Linked DNA regions of Cricetulus griseus: region 1 is linked to region 2. A link is a contact called in public Hi-C data. All regions are on one chromosome and are shown on one strand. The core of a region is the stretch at or near the end of the contact, and the rest is flanking DNA. Distances in the headings are between cores, read along the strand shown.

Region 1 (6,219 bases), core at 3,512-6,011, 39 kb after region 2:
TTGCTGAGTCCTAGGCAGTTAGTTCCTGGCATGCCACTGAGGAAGTGTCTGAGGAACATACAGCTTACTGACCACGACATGGCTGCAGAAGGACAATAGCCTGTCAAGGGAGCAGGGGAAGTGTTTGATGTTCACTGATGCAGGTTAAGAATGGTGTGCACAGTGAGGATTGAGAAGCAGCCAGGGAGCCACCTGAAAGCTGGCCTTTTTCTTGTCACTCTATGCTGCCGTTCTAAACTACATCAGTGATGAAGTTCTCCTCCCATCATGAGCCAACAGTGGCCACGGCTCCAAGACGGTCCTTTTTACTCCGTTTGACATTTGAGGAAGGTTTGGTCCAGCCTTTCTTGAAAGGCCTCTCTCCCAGTTTGTGATCCATTTGGCTTGAGAAAAAATGGTGTAAAATGTTAGGGTTTAAGTGGATTGGATGGGAGCTTGTTTGTGAGGACACAGAACTGTGATTAACTTGGGCAGGAGAAGAGCCATGGCAGGGACTGGAGAGCTCAGAAGTGACGGGTGAATTGTGCTTTTCCAGAGGACCCAAGTTCAGGTCCCAGCCCCCACCTGGGGTGGCTTGCAACTGCCTGTGACTCCGGCTCTAGGCCTCTGGCCTCTGACAAAGCAATGCACTTACATGCACAAACCACCCCACCCCAAAAAAGTTTTTAAAAAGAGGCATTGCTATGGGGGACTCCATGACAGAGAGTGTCAGAGGTGATTGGGGTGGCAAAGAGGGGGTGTGTGGCTTCAGTACAGAGAGGCGTGGGCATGCTCCTGTCCCTGAGTCACCTGTGAGGCCCTTGCAGGTGGACTGTCCCTGGTTGTGCAGCCAGATCTCCTGAGTTCTCTTTTCTCGATGTGGAGGCCCCTGGTCAAGGCCAGGCTTTGCTGTCATGGAGGGCCCCTGTTAGGCTGTGAAACAGCAGAACTGGGTTATTTCTTCTACCACCAGAAGACGGTGCATCACAGACAAGAAACACAGTGTGTTACTGCATGATCTTGTGAATAACTCCTGGTTGCTTGTATGCTATCTCTTCTTATCTGAAAATGGGCACAGTGGGAGACCCATCCAGGGTTAGAACAGTGTTTAATACCTAAGAAGCATTTAAGGAATATGAGCCATGATTATTTTCCTAAAAAGTATTGTTAGATTTATTTATTGTTTTATGTGTATGGACATTTTGCATACATATTTGTATGTATATTGTGTGTGTCCCAGATGTGCATAAGACCAGAAGATGACATCAGAATCCCTGTACCTGGAGTTAAGGGGGAGAGCTGCCATGTGGGTGCTGGGAATAGAACCTGGGCTCTCTGTAAGAGCATTCAGTGCTGGTAACTGCTGAGACATCTCTCTAGCTTTGCTATGAATATTTTCAAGCCCAGACATCTCAGACAAAACATTCAACTTTTCTGAGACCTAATTTCCTGAGTTATTTATAATAATATTACATTATTATGTACAGTGTAATGGTATATTATTACATTATTAATAGGAGAATACCTAAGATGCAACATCTAACACACTGTCTGGCACATAGTTGATGCTGTATAAACAGAAGCCAGTGCCGTCCTCACATGCCATTGTTGCATTTCTGACAATGTGACCTTGTTCTTCTGCTTCTTTTTTGTGGGGCTGGCAAAAAGGGTTGGCAGACTTTCCAGTTCTTAGGATAAGCTGCTTTAGAAAGGAGGGTGGTTTTCTTCTTTTAGCAACTGGTGTTGTGAAGTCGGGTGGGGGAAAGAAACCACAAGTGTGTGCACAGCTCTTTAGAAGGAAGCCGTCTTCCACTTTTCAGTGTCCTGTTTGCCCGGAAGCTGGTTTTGCTTTGTTTCAATTTGCGTTCCTGTGCTGGGGATCGAACCCAGGACCTTGTACAAGCTAGGCAAGCACTGAAACACTGAGCTACATCTCCAGCCCTAGCTGGTCCTTGAGTTTCTGTCATTTTTCTTTGTTTATCCCCCTACAAAAAGTCAGGCCACAGCTATGGAGGAAGCACCGAGAAACTCTGCTTCCTTCTCTAGGAAGCAGTAACTTTATGCTGACCTTGAAAAACACCCTATTGGTCTGAATTGGGGGCTGGGGATGTCGCCTTGCTCCCTACCAAGAGACCCGTACCATCCTTCTACTTCCACTTCTCATGAAGTAGCTCATTTTGGGTGTTGATAGCTGGACCTGTCAGGAAGTTTTTGCCACCGTGCTTTACCTTCTAGAGAAATTAGTCTAATTCCATGTCCCTCAAACATCTGAGGACAGTTCTTGTGTCTCTTCCCAGAGTCTTTTATTTTTCTAGTTTAAATATCCTCCAATCCTCTTATGCAATGCTGTTCCTCCCAGCCTCTGCCTCGGCTGGTTGTGTCTCAGTGTGTTTATGTCATTCCTGAAGTTTACCAGAAATTGCAAAAGTGTTTTAGCATAGAGGAGAAAGGGACTTTTGCCTGTTTGAATGTCGGATTCTGTCCGTACATTCTGAGATTGCATGAGGCTTTTGATGTTCTTGTCATCCTGTTGACTCATAGACCATATACAGCCAACTCAAACTGTAGATCTTACGAATACATGGAATTGAAACTTGTTCTCTTTTCCCTAGTTCTACCACTGGCTTTCTGAGCTAAAGGGAACATGTCCATCTCTTCCAACTTACATCATTAAATCCCCTCTACCTTCTTGTCTTACTCTAACCACTTCAGATTCTGATTCTGCTTGATTACACAGATGCTACTTGTTTTCTGTCACCTAGGGGTTCAGTGACTCTCTTTTGATATTCCAGACATTGATCTCAGCTGGAGGCTGAGACTGGTTACCCCAGAGACTACCAATTCCTTTGGACAGTACTCCTTAGGATCTTAGAGCTACATACCTGTGTGGTCATTGCTGGAACCCCGAGGGGGGGGGGCTGCTTTGGAATCCATTTGGATAATTCATCTTGTATTTCAGTCAGCTAGCACCATTGGCTTGTCCATAGGGGCTTTGTGGATATGGGAGTCTACTGAAACACTCCGGTCTTGTCTCCAAGTTTTCTGGGCCACAACATTGGTTTGTTTAGTTACTCAGCTCTGTACCAACCATGCTTTTGTAGGTGCTGAGACAGGGGAGGGGGATTCTTCCTAGAGGGAATCTGATACTGAAAGTGGAGGTGACTTCTTCTAGTTTACACAATCAAGGGAGTGATAGCTTAGGAATGAAGCCCAGCCAAGCCCAGCTCCCCATTTAAGTCTCTCTCTAAAGGTACCATCTTGTATTGTTTTAGTATTTTTCCAACTTAAAAAATCAAGTGGTGGATACCTCCTCTATTTATCATTGAATCCATTCTGATAGAAGTCCAAGAATGGACCCTTACAAATCTGCCTCAACCCATTTTCATATTGCTGCACTGTTTTGGTCACTTTGTTGTTTTTTCTCTAAGCCAGAGTATAACCAGCAGGTTGAGTGGTGGCTAAATTAGTTTTGGGAAGTTAGTGTGGGAAATCATTCTGTCTTTACTATCATGGTCACAGCTCAAAGGCAATATAAACATAGGCTTAATTCTCAGAAACCCCAGAAAAAGTAACATGTTTAGATTCTAACCTGTGACATGTAAATCTTTAAGGACAGTGCTTTGAGTTTTGTGTGATATATGAGATGCTTTCTGACACTGTACAAATGACTTTTAATTCTGACTCACATCAAATTGCAGTTTCATGAGTATTATTGCTTAAATGGACATTAAGAAATAAAAGATGAAGTTAAGGATGACATTGTTTCATGTGGCTGTGGTGAAATTCTGGAGAGCAGTTTGTAAATGACTGAAGGTTGGAAAATGCTACTGTAGGAGAAAGACTTGAGGCTGTGAGGAGATTGGGCAACAAATTCAGGCTCTCTCTCTCTCATTAAGTCATCTGTGGGTAACTTTTGATTCTTCCTGGCCCTCTACTTATTAGAATTGGACAATAATTATCCCATCGGTCATTGAGCATTCAGTGGTGTGCTTCCTATGGGTTTCCAGCAGTAACATGAGCACGGGGGGTGACATCCAGTAAGTCAGAAATACTTTACTTCCCTTGTATCTCAGGGTGTTTGGCCTTTGCCAAATTACTCACCTTTTCTGTGCCTTAAGTTTCATTGTCTAACATTTGAGGTTTGGATAATGTCTTGAAGATACTTCGTCTTAGAGTCTGGGTTGGTTAGCCCGTGGATGAGGACACCTGTGTTACAGTGGTGGTGTGGGTTACAAGGCTGCAGCCCGTTCAGGGCAGGATTAGGCCATATTCATCATTCTGCTCTGAACAGCAGCACGGTACTGATGATTGGTAACCCTGGGTGCATCTTTAGAGAATGAAGTCAAGTCAAGTGAAATTCTCTGGATGACATCAAATCCATCACAGGCAACTGGAGAAGCACTTCCATTGTGTAAACCAGGCCCCAATGGCTCAAAATTAATACCAAGTCAGTCTTGATTTTCTTTCATAAAATTTACCTCCCCACAATTTCACTGGAAGGGAGGGCTACCCTGAGTTCAGAGGTATAGCACGTACTGGAAAGATAGATTTTCCAATTCCATGGTCTCTTTCGAGGGCCCCCTGAGGAGGTCTTAGCAATGTGTTTACTCCTAGACATATGTTTTTGTACAATCGGCAAAGGTTATAGTCTTTAAAAAAATTAGCATGTATTGTGTGAATTCCAGGCACTAGGGAGGGGGAGGAGGCCCCTGCCTACTAGGAAGTCCCTCCCTGCCCTCAGCCTCCTCTGTGGCCTTGTCATTCAGCTTCACTTACCACACTTGCTTCTCTTGACCCAGGTCTGACCTTTTCTCTAGGGATGGTGAGAGGTGGAGCCCAAGAAGACTGTCCTGCCTAGTGGTTTGCTGCCACCAGTTAGGACAGGGTTAGAGAATAAGGTGACTGGCCATTTGCTGTTGACAGGTGCCCTCACTGCTTCCTGTTTTAGCTTCCAGCTATTTAAGATTCTTTGCTTAGTGATAATGAATGAACACACTCAAAGCCCTTCTCATTGAGCTTGTCTGCTCCAGTGTCTACCTTGTCCCAGTGCCTGCTCCTTGTCCTATTCACCATGGATGGAAGTTACTGGGACAGGTCAGGGCTTCCTACTGGGTGTGGAATCAGGAAGTGCTTATTTATGCTGGGGGCTGAGGCTTTCAGTTTTTCTAGGCCATCCTAACCCACCTCCCTTCTCTTTGCCTCTGCTGGAGGCTGAGACTTGTGGCCTTTCCAGGATAGACCATCCTCACAGTCTAAGATCGCACCCACCACACACACACCACTTCCCCACAATTAGCTACACCCTTGTCCTGTGAATTCCCCAGGGGCTCCCATCGGCTCACCATTACTTTTGCTGGTCTAGGGACAGTCCTTTTGTTTGGCTTGTACGGGTTCTGTAGAACTTCTGCATTCTTTACAGCTGTGTATGACCCAAGTGGTGTGGCTAGATGCCAGATCGCTGATCTTCTGTGTGCGTGGAACTCAGCCAAGATCCTAGCTCTTAGCTCTGTAGGTGTCTGGCCCTGTCCCAATTTATAGCCACACTGACAATCTGTAAGTATAGAAGTCCAGAGGGTACTTTGCAGACCGCAGAAGAGTATTTTCTGGCCCTTTGTGTTTGTTCCAGGAAAGGCAGCAGGGGCAGCTGAGGGATGATCTCAAGGCCCTGCCTGATGTGCATGTGCTCCACGGCCCAGGGGAGTGACACTCTCCATGAGAACTGTGTTCTTTCTTTCCTCTTTTTTCTTTCTCTTCATTTTTTTTTTTAAATTAGAAACAAGATTATTTTACATGTCAATGCCAGTTCCCTCTGCCTCCCCTCCTCCCCTGCCCCCCAACTAACACCCTACCTATCCCATACCTTTTCTGCTCCCCAGGGAGGGTGAGACATTCCATAGGGGGTCATCTGAGTCTGTCATAGCCTTTGGAATAGGGCCTAGTACCACCCCCGTGTGTCTTGGCTCAGGGAGTATTCCTCTATGTGGAATGGGCTCCCAAATTCCACACCTATGCTAGGGATAAGTACTGAACTACTACAGGAGGTCCCGTAGATTTCTGAGATCTCCTCACTGACACCCACATTTATGGGGTCTGGATCAGTCCCATGCTGGTTTCCCAGCTATCACTTTGCAAACTAAGAGTTCCCCCTTGTTCAGGTCAGCTATTTCTGTGGGTTTCACCAGCCTGGTCTTGACCCCTTAGAATTTAAGTGGTGGTGCATGCCTTTAATCCCAGCACTCG
Region 2 (6,044 bases), core at 1,084-3,583:
AAGCCACCGTGGGCACATTTATGGAATCTACTACTTCAGAGCAACAGCAATGGAGAAACATCTTCCCATTTATGTCGAAAGGGCTTCCTAGGACAAGGTTTAGGGTTTGGTGAAAATGTTAAAGGTTTCAGAAGATGTGGCAGGGAAAGCTCTTGGAAGCATGCTCAGGAACAAACCAACCAGAGGCACCTGAAGGCTGGAAGGGAGAGGTTCCTGCTTTGAAATTTCTTTCTCTCAGAAGTGTGATCTCATCTAAGTTCTAAATGCTGAAATCCAGCCATTGTGTCATATGATGCTCTCCCACTGGCAGACAGCTTGCCACTTGGTGTCAACAGACCAATGTCGTGTATGACTTGGATGAAACATTTGAACTCTTCAGGGATGTAAGGATAGAGATTTACAAAACATGCATGTCCACACAGTCCCAACATTGCAAGTGTGTCCATGCATTCATTGCAGTGAGAGTTGAGTGGGGCCGCAGATTCTGAACCCCATAGTGGTTCTTAGCTAAAGGGTTCAAGTTTGCCTTCATGTGGCTAGGGATGCTCTCTACCTGGGGCTTTCTTCCTAATGTTTCTTCATTCTCTGTCATCCTAACTCCCTGATTTGTGTAATACTTAACAGTTGCTTACTCCCCAGTAGAGAACCCCAAGAGATTAGTTTTTATTTTTAAGATCAAGAAAGGATTTATTTACATGAATGTTTTGCCTGTATCAATGTGTATGTACCTATACATGTCCAGTGACAGTGGAGGCCAGAGAAAGGTGTCAGAGCTCCTGGAACTGGAGTTACAGATGGTTGTGAGCCACTGTGTGGGTGATGGGAACAGAATTTCATAGGAGTACTCTTGGGAACCAGGTCCTTCTAAGCAGAAAATAAACAGTGTGTATGTGATGTGTTAGGACTTAAACATTGTAAGACATGTGGACGTGGGGAAAGAGACAGAGACCTATTCTCTTCTTAAAATCTTGTGAGGAATAATAGATTTCCCTTCAGGAATTTTTCTTTCTACACAGATGGTCACAGACATTATTTTAAATTCTTTGCTAGTTCTGGACTTTTGAAAGCCTGGCACAGCAAATAGTTTATAGGCCATGGATGTCACTAAAAAATGTCACTGATTCTGTTTATGGTGCCCATCTTCCAAGGACTTCAAAGATTTTAATAAATTCATTTTCAGAAAACTGCTCAGAGACAAATAGACCATTCTTTTTTCTTGAAAGATGAGGGAACACAAGGGCTGAGGATGTGGCTCAGTTGGCAGGCTGCTGGCCTCCCTGCACGGTACAAACTGGGTGTGGTGCCCGGCTCCTGTAATTTTAGGCCTAGAGAGATGGAGGCAAGTGGATCAGGAATTCAAGGTTATCGAGTTTATGACCAGACTGCATGAGACTGTGTCTCAAAATAAATAAAATAAAAGAGGCAGAAAAACTTCATCTAATTTTGGTCTAGTTTGACATCAAAACCCACTCTTGTAATCACAACTGCCTTTGGTTGTGGCTTACAAGTACCTATTGTCAGTGGAAGGTGTGTGTGTGTGTGTGTGTGTGTGTGTGTGTGTGTGTGTTTGTGTTGATTGTGGCTTACAAGTACCTATTGTCAGTGGAAGGTGTGTGTGTGTCTGTGTGTGTGTGTGTGTCTGTGTGTGTGTGTAGGGGTGGGTGGGTGGATGTGTAGTAGGAGGTGCAGACTGTCAAAGTCAAGGTTTAGGCAGAAACCAAAATTGGGCTGATAATCACTCTGTCTACCCCCCATCTAGGGCTTTCAAAGAAGAGACAGGAAATGATAGGCATCTGTGTGGGTCAGCCTTCTTCCCAACCTGGGGGCTAGGAAACTAACAAAAGGAGAGAGAGGGAGGGAGGAAGGGCTAGGTGGGGGGAGGGATACAAAAATACACCAAAAAATACACCAACCAACCAACCAACCAACCAACCAACCAACCAAACAAACAAACAAAACAACCAACCAACCAACCAATCAACCTATCCCAAACTACTGCAGAAAGCAAGAGTTTAGAGGAAGCGTCCCTCACCCCCATTTTCTCTGCTGCCTGGAACGTGGAGTCCCTGGCTCAGCTCAGGCCTAGAGTTTCCCGCTTGCCTGAGGCAGGCAGGTCAGGGTCGGGGCTAAGAAAGGACCCCGAAGCCTGCAGCATGCGCCCCCGGTGCCAGCCGCGGCGCACTGTCGCCGGTTTAAGGGGCGGGCCGCGGCTCCACGTGCTTTCTGCTGAGTGACTGAACTACATAAACAGAGGCCGGGAAGGGGGCGGGGGAAGAGGGAAAGAACAGCATTTGACCGGTAGTAACCCCGGTGCTCGGCACAGCCGAATCTATAAAAGGAACTAGTCGCGGCAAAAACCAGTAATTCCGAGGGCGAGCGAGCGGGCCGGGACCGGCCGAGCCCACATCTCTCTACACAGCGCAGGGCTGGGCAGGGGCGCCTCGGGACCCGCTCACCCACAGCCGGTTTGGGGCGCTGCTCTGCTCCCTGTTTCCCTTCACTTTTCCCTCCCCCTTGCTGGAAGGGTTTGTGCAGGGTGGGCTAAACAGACGCAAACACCAAAGTGGAAAACAGGTAAGAGGTTCTTCAGTGACTTGGGCATTTTGTTTCGGGGCCAAGGAAGCTTTGGGAAGCTCTCCGTTTCCGGGACTTTGATCCTCGAACGCCCTTATTCCCTACCTCTAGGGATGCAAATAGGGCAGGGGCGGCAATAGTGCGTGTGGGGTATGTCTGGGAAGGGTCGTGGCGCCCTGGGATGCAGAACTGCAGCACTTGGGTTTCCCGGAGCTGGAGACCCGGGCAAGCATCTCTGGCCTGGGAGACCGGCCTCGTGAGCAGTGGGAGCCAGGGTTCTCGGGCGTCCTAGGGGCGCAGCCGCCGGGATGGGGCGAGGAGGATCCTCTGCGAAGCGTCTCCCTTTGTCTGGCTCTGGTTGGCCGGCGCCCACAAGTGTCACATCAGACTCCCCAACTCCTTCATTAAAGTGATCAGTGTTGGTCTCTGACTTGGAGATCCGCTCCTCGGACTGGGGCGGCGGCATGTGCTTGTTTCCAAAGAACTCGAATAGGAAGTGTCCTAAACGAAATCTTTTGTGTCATTGCGTGCTCCAGGCCTCGGGGCTTTGTTTGACCTGGGGGGCGGGGGGGGGGGTCCTATCCCCAAGCTTACTGTGCTCTGGAGAGCTGCAGCCCCTGGAACAAAGTGGAAGACGAGTATTGTGCCTCCAAAAGACAGAAAACTTAAAAAAGAGCCTTCAGAAACTTCAAACTGAGGTGTCCAATTCTCTTCACCCCTGACCCATCTTCCTGCTTTTTGCTGCTCGTCCCTTGGAGTACCCATAGAGAAGCTGGGGCTAGGTAGTGCAGCCGAATGACGAATGACCGCGAGTAACCCCTGCGGGCGCAGAACTCGCGGCTGCTGGGCCGGGCTCCGCCGCCAGGGGGTGGGGGTTGGGCGGCCTGCGGGTGGCCCCTGGAGACTGGCCCGCAGCGCCTCCTGGCCGGGTGGCTTAGGTATGGCCCTGTGCAAGACCGAGTGTGCAGTCCTTCCACTTTATTGTGAATCTGGTCAAAACTAGTGGTTCCAAACTGGGGGCCCCCAGGCCAATCTCTCTCTCTCTCTCTCTCTCTCTCTCTCTCTCTCTCTCTCTCTCTCTCTCTCTCTCTCTCTCTCTCTCTCTCTCTCTCTCTCTCTGTCCTCTCTGCCCCTCCGTCCCCCCCTCCCCGTGTTTGTGTGTGCACGTGTGCCCTCTATGTCGCTCTGTCTGTCTTGTCCTGACTCCCAGACCTTGCTAAATGATGCAAGGTTCTTGAGGGTGTTTGCTGGTGACAGGCTTATGGGTAGATGTCTTTTTTTTTTTTCTGCACTTGCTGGAAAGGAGAGAAATACTATAACCGCTTTTTTTTTGGGGGGGGGGAGTATCTGACACTAAAAATAATTGGTTTCCCTCATTTGCTGCATCGGTACAACAATTTACAAAACAAACAAACCCAATACTTTTCAATGACATCCCTCAAAGGGAATGGGCAGAGTAAATACACATAGAGGACAGACTGATACTTAGAAGTAAAACTTCTTGGCTTGGGATGTAGGTCAGTGGTAGAGTGTTTATCTGGCTTGTATAAGACCTTGGGTTCTAGACACACCACTGCAAAAAGAAAACAAAATAGAAACACAAAACTTCCTGGAAGAGAATTGGCACATCACTTTCTTTCTGTGTCTCAATCCTCACCTCCCACAAAGCACCCCGGAGTCAAAAATCACACCTTTACTAGTTCTCTTACAGTCATACATTGGAACCAGGCCCCAAGTATTGATAAGCTACAAGACATATATGGCAATTAAAAAGTGCTTGGTTTCTCGTCTCTTTTCTTACAGCCTGGTTTTCATATTCTAAATACAAACATAAGGTCAACTTATTTTTTGCCTATCTTTGTAAAAAACGTCCTTCACATTACAGAAAGTATGTCAGCGTAGAGAATATTTCTGAGTTGATAGTATAATAATATACAAAATAATAAAGATAAATTACGTTTCTTTTGTAAGCATGTGAATTTTTCCTCAGTGCTATCATAAGTCATTAAAGTAGGTAGGGGTATTTTTTTGAAAATGTGATGCACAGAGTTAATTATTGTCTATTCGAGAACACATTGAATCAGAGGGGCCAGAGAAGAAAATTTCCAACCAGTATAATGCCCATACCCTTTTTAGAGGAAAATTTGCTGCCATAGAATAATTCATGTGTCTCCTTGTAAAACTCACTGGGCTGGTGACTTGGAGATCTGTGATGTGTGTTTCCCTGTAGATGACTACTTGAAATCCAGCCCCTTATGAGTATTTCTATTAGTCTAAAGGCAAACCTGTAATGGGCCCTGAATGCATCTTGATTTGGAACATACTGGGTTTTGTGGGAGACAGCTTTAGTCTGGAATTGGAAAAGGGTGATGAGGGCTTGTTAGTTTTCCACCTCTGCTCATGGAAGCCCCAATGCAAACACTATTAATAATGAATGAAACTTAGCACCTCAGCTGTGTGCTATTTTACCCTGTTTGGAGAGGAGCTGGAATATTTTTACATTTAATTTTTTTTTCTTTTTAGACTTTGTTTTTCCACCTCATAAGCTAGGATGCTTATGTCTGAATTGTAGTGATTGAAAATGGTTAGAGCTGCGCTTTTTCTTTCAAATTAGTTTTAGTTTCTAAAATAATTAAATGGACATTTCTTTAAACCCTTAAATTCGGAACTTTCTGGATTTTTTTAGGAAATAACAAAACACACGTTGCTTTGGCATTTCTAAAACATTCAAGTATAAATACATCTTTATGTATAATCTAGACATTAAATAAATAATGGGACTACAATGTTCCTCTGGTCAGTTATTCCGGCATCAATTTTAAAAGATCATTCTTATTACTTATTTGATTTAGTTGCACTGGGAGAGTGCCTGCACCAAAAAACAAAAACAAAAAAAAATTGGCCTTTACACATGCAAATGAAACATCTTGAATACCAAAGTTACAGCAGGGTTTGTGTCTTAGTAATAGTTAATAGATACATGGTGCTCTATGCCAAGTGCTGTTCCGAGTGTTTCTCTAACACAGAGTTAATCTTCGAAGCAAGCTTATTTATTGCACCTGTACTCTGCATATTAAAAAGGTAGGAGGCTAGCTGGTCCTTGGTTCTCAACTTTCCAAGTAGCTGGTTTTAGATTTGATTCAGTTCCTGAAGTCTTTAACTGTCCATAGTAAGTGAGCCACCTGCACAATTTCAGATTCCGTGAATTGGAATTTTCTGTGTATTTATTCGCTGTCATTTTTATCAGAAACTATAATCTGGATCATGTTTCTGTTGTTGCTGGGGGTGGGGGGAGGTAGCCAGCCAAATTCTCTTCTGGTAGAGACCTTAGTTGCAATGCAATTCAAAAACCAGGCAGTAACATTTGCTTGATCTCATTTCTTTTTCCTTAAAAAGAAAACTATGTTTTAAATGAACACATGCCTCAATCAGTTATTTGTAAATAGTGTGTGACCTCAATTAAAGTAGTT

Evidence for each region. A called contact is a pair of places that touch in the nucleus more often than the background predicts.
Region 1: a Hi-C map of fibroblasts shows a contact between it and region 2, with 2.3 times the contacts expected there. The contact joins the enhancer-like site here to the promoter of Abca1 in region 2. A contact is called at or near these places in 2 of 8 Hi-C or Micro-C datasets (the CHL-YN cell line and fibroblasts).

Annotation. Positions count from the first base shown.
Region 1 is chr2:90,655,365-90,661,583 of CriGri-PICRH-1.0, forward strand. The region is part of intron 5 of Abca1 (phospholipid-transporting ATPase ABCA1); the gene reads left to right. Among named protein-coding and RNA genes, the nearest start is that of Abca1, 38 kb to the left of the region's middle. Within about 2 kb of position 4,762, at least 1 of the 6 cell types and tissues checked has open chromatin away from gene starts, as enhancers often do.
Region 2 is chr2:90,618,443-90,624,486 of CriGri-PICRH-1.0, forward strand. Abca1 (phospholipid-transporting ATPase ABCA1) reads left to right here and starts at 2,334. Exons shown (of 50, transcript XM_027403085.2): 1 at 2,334-2,574.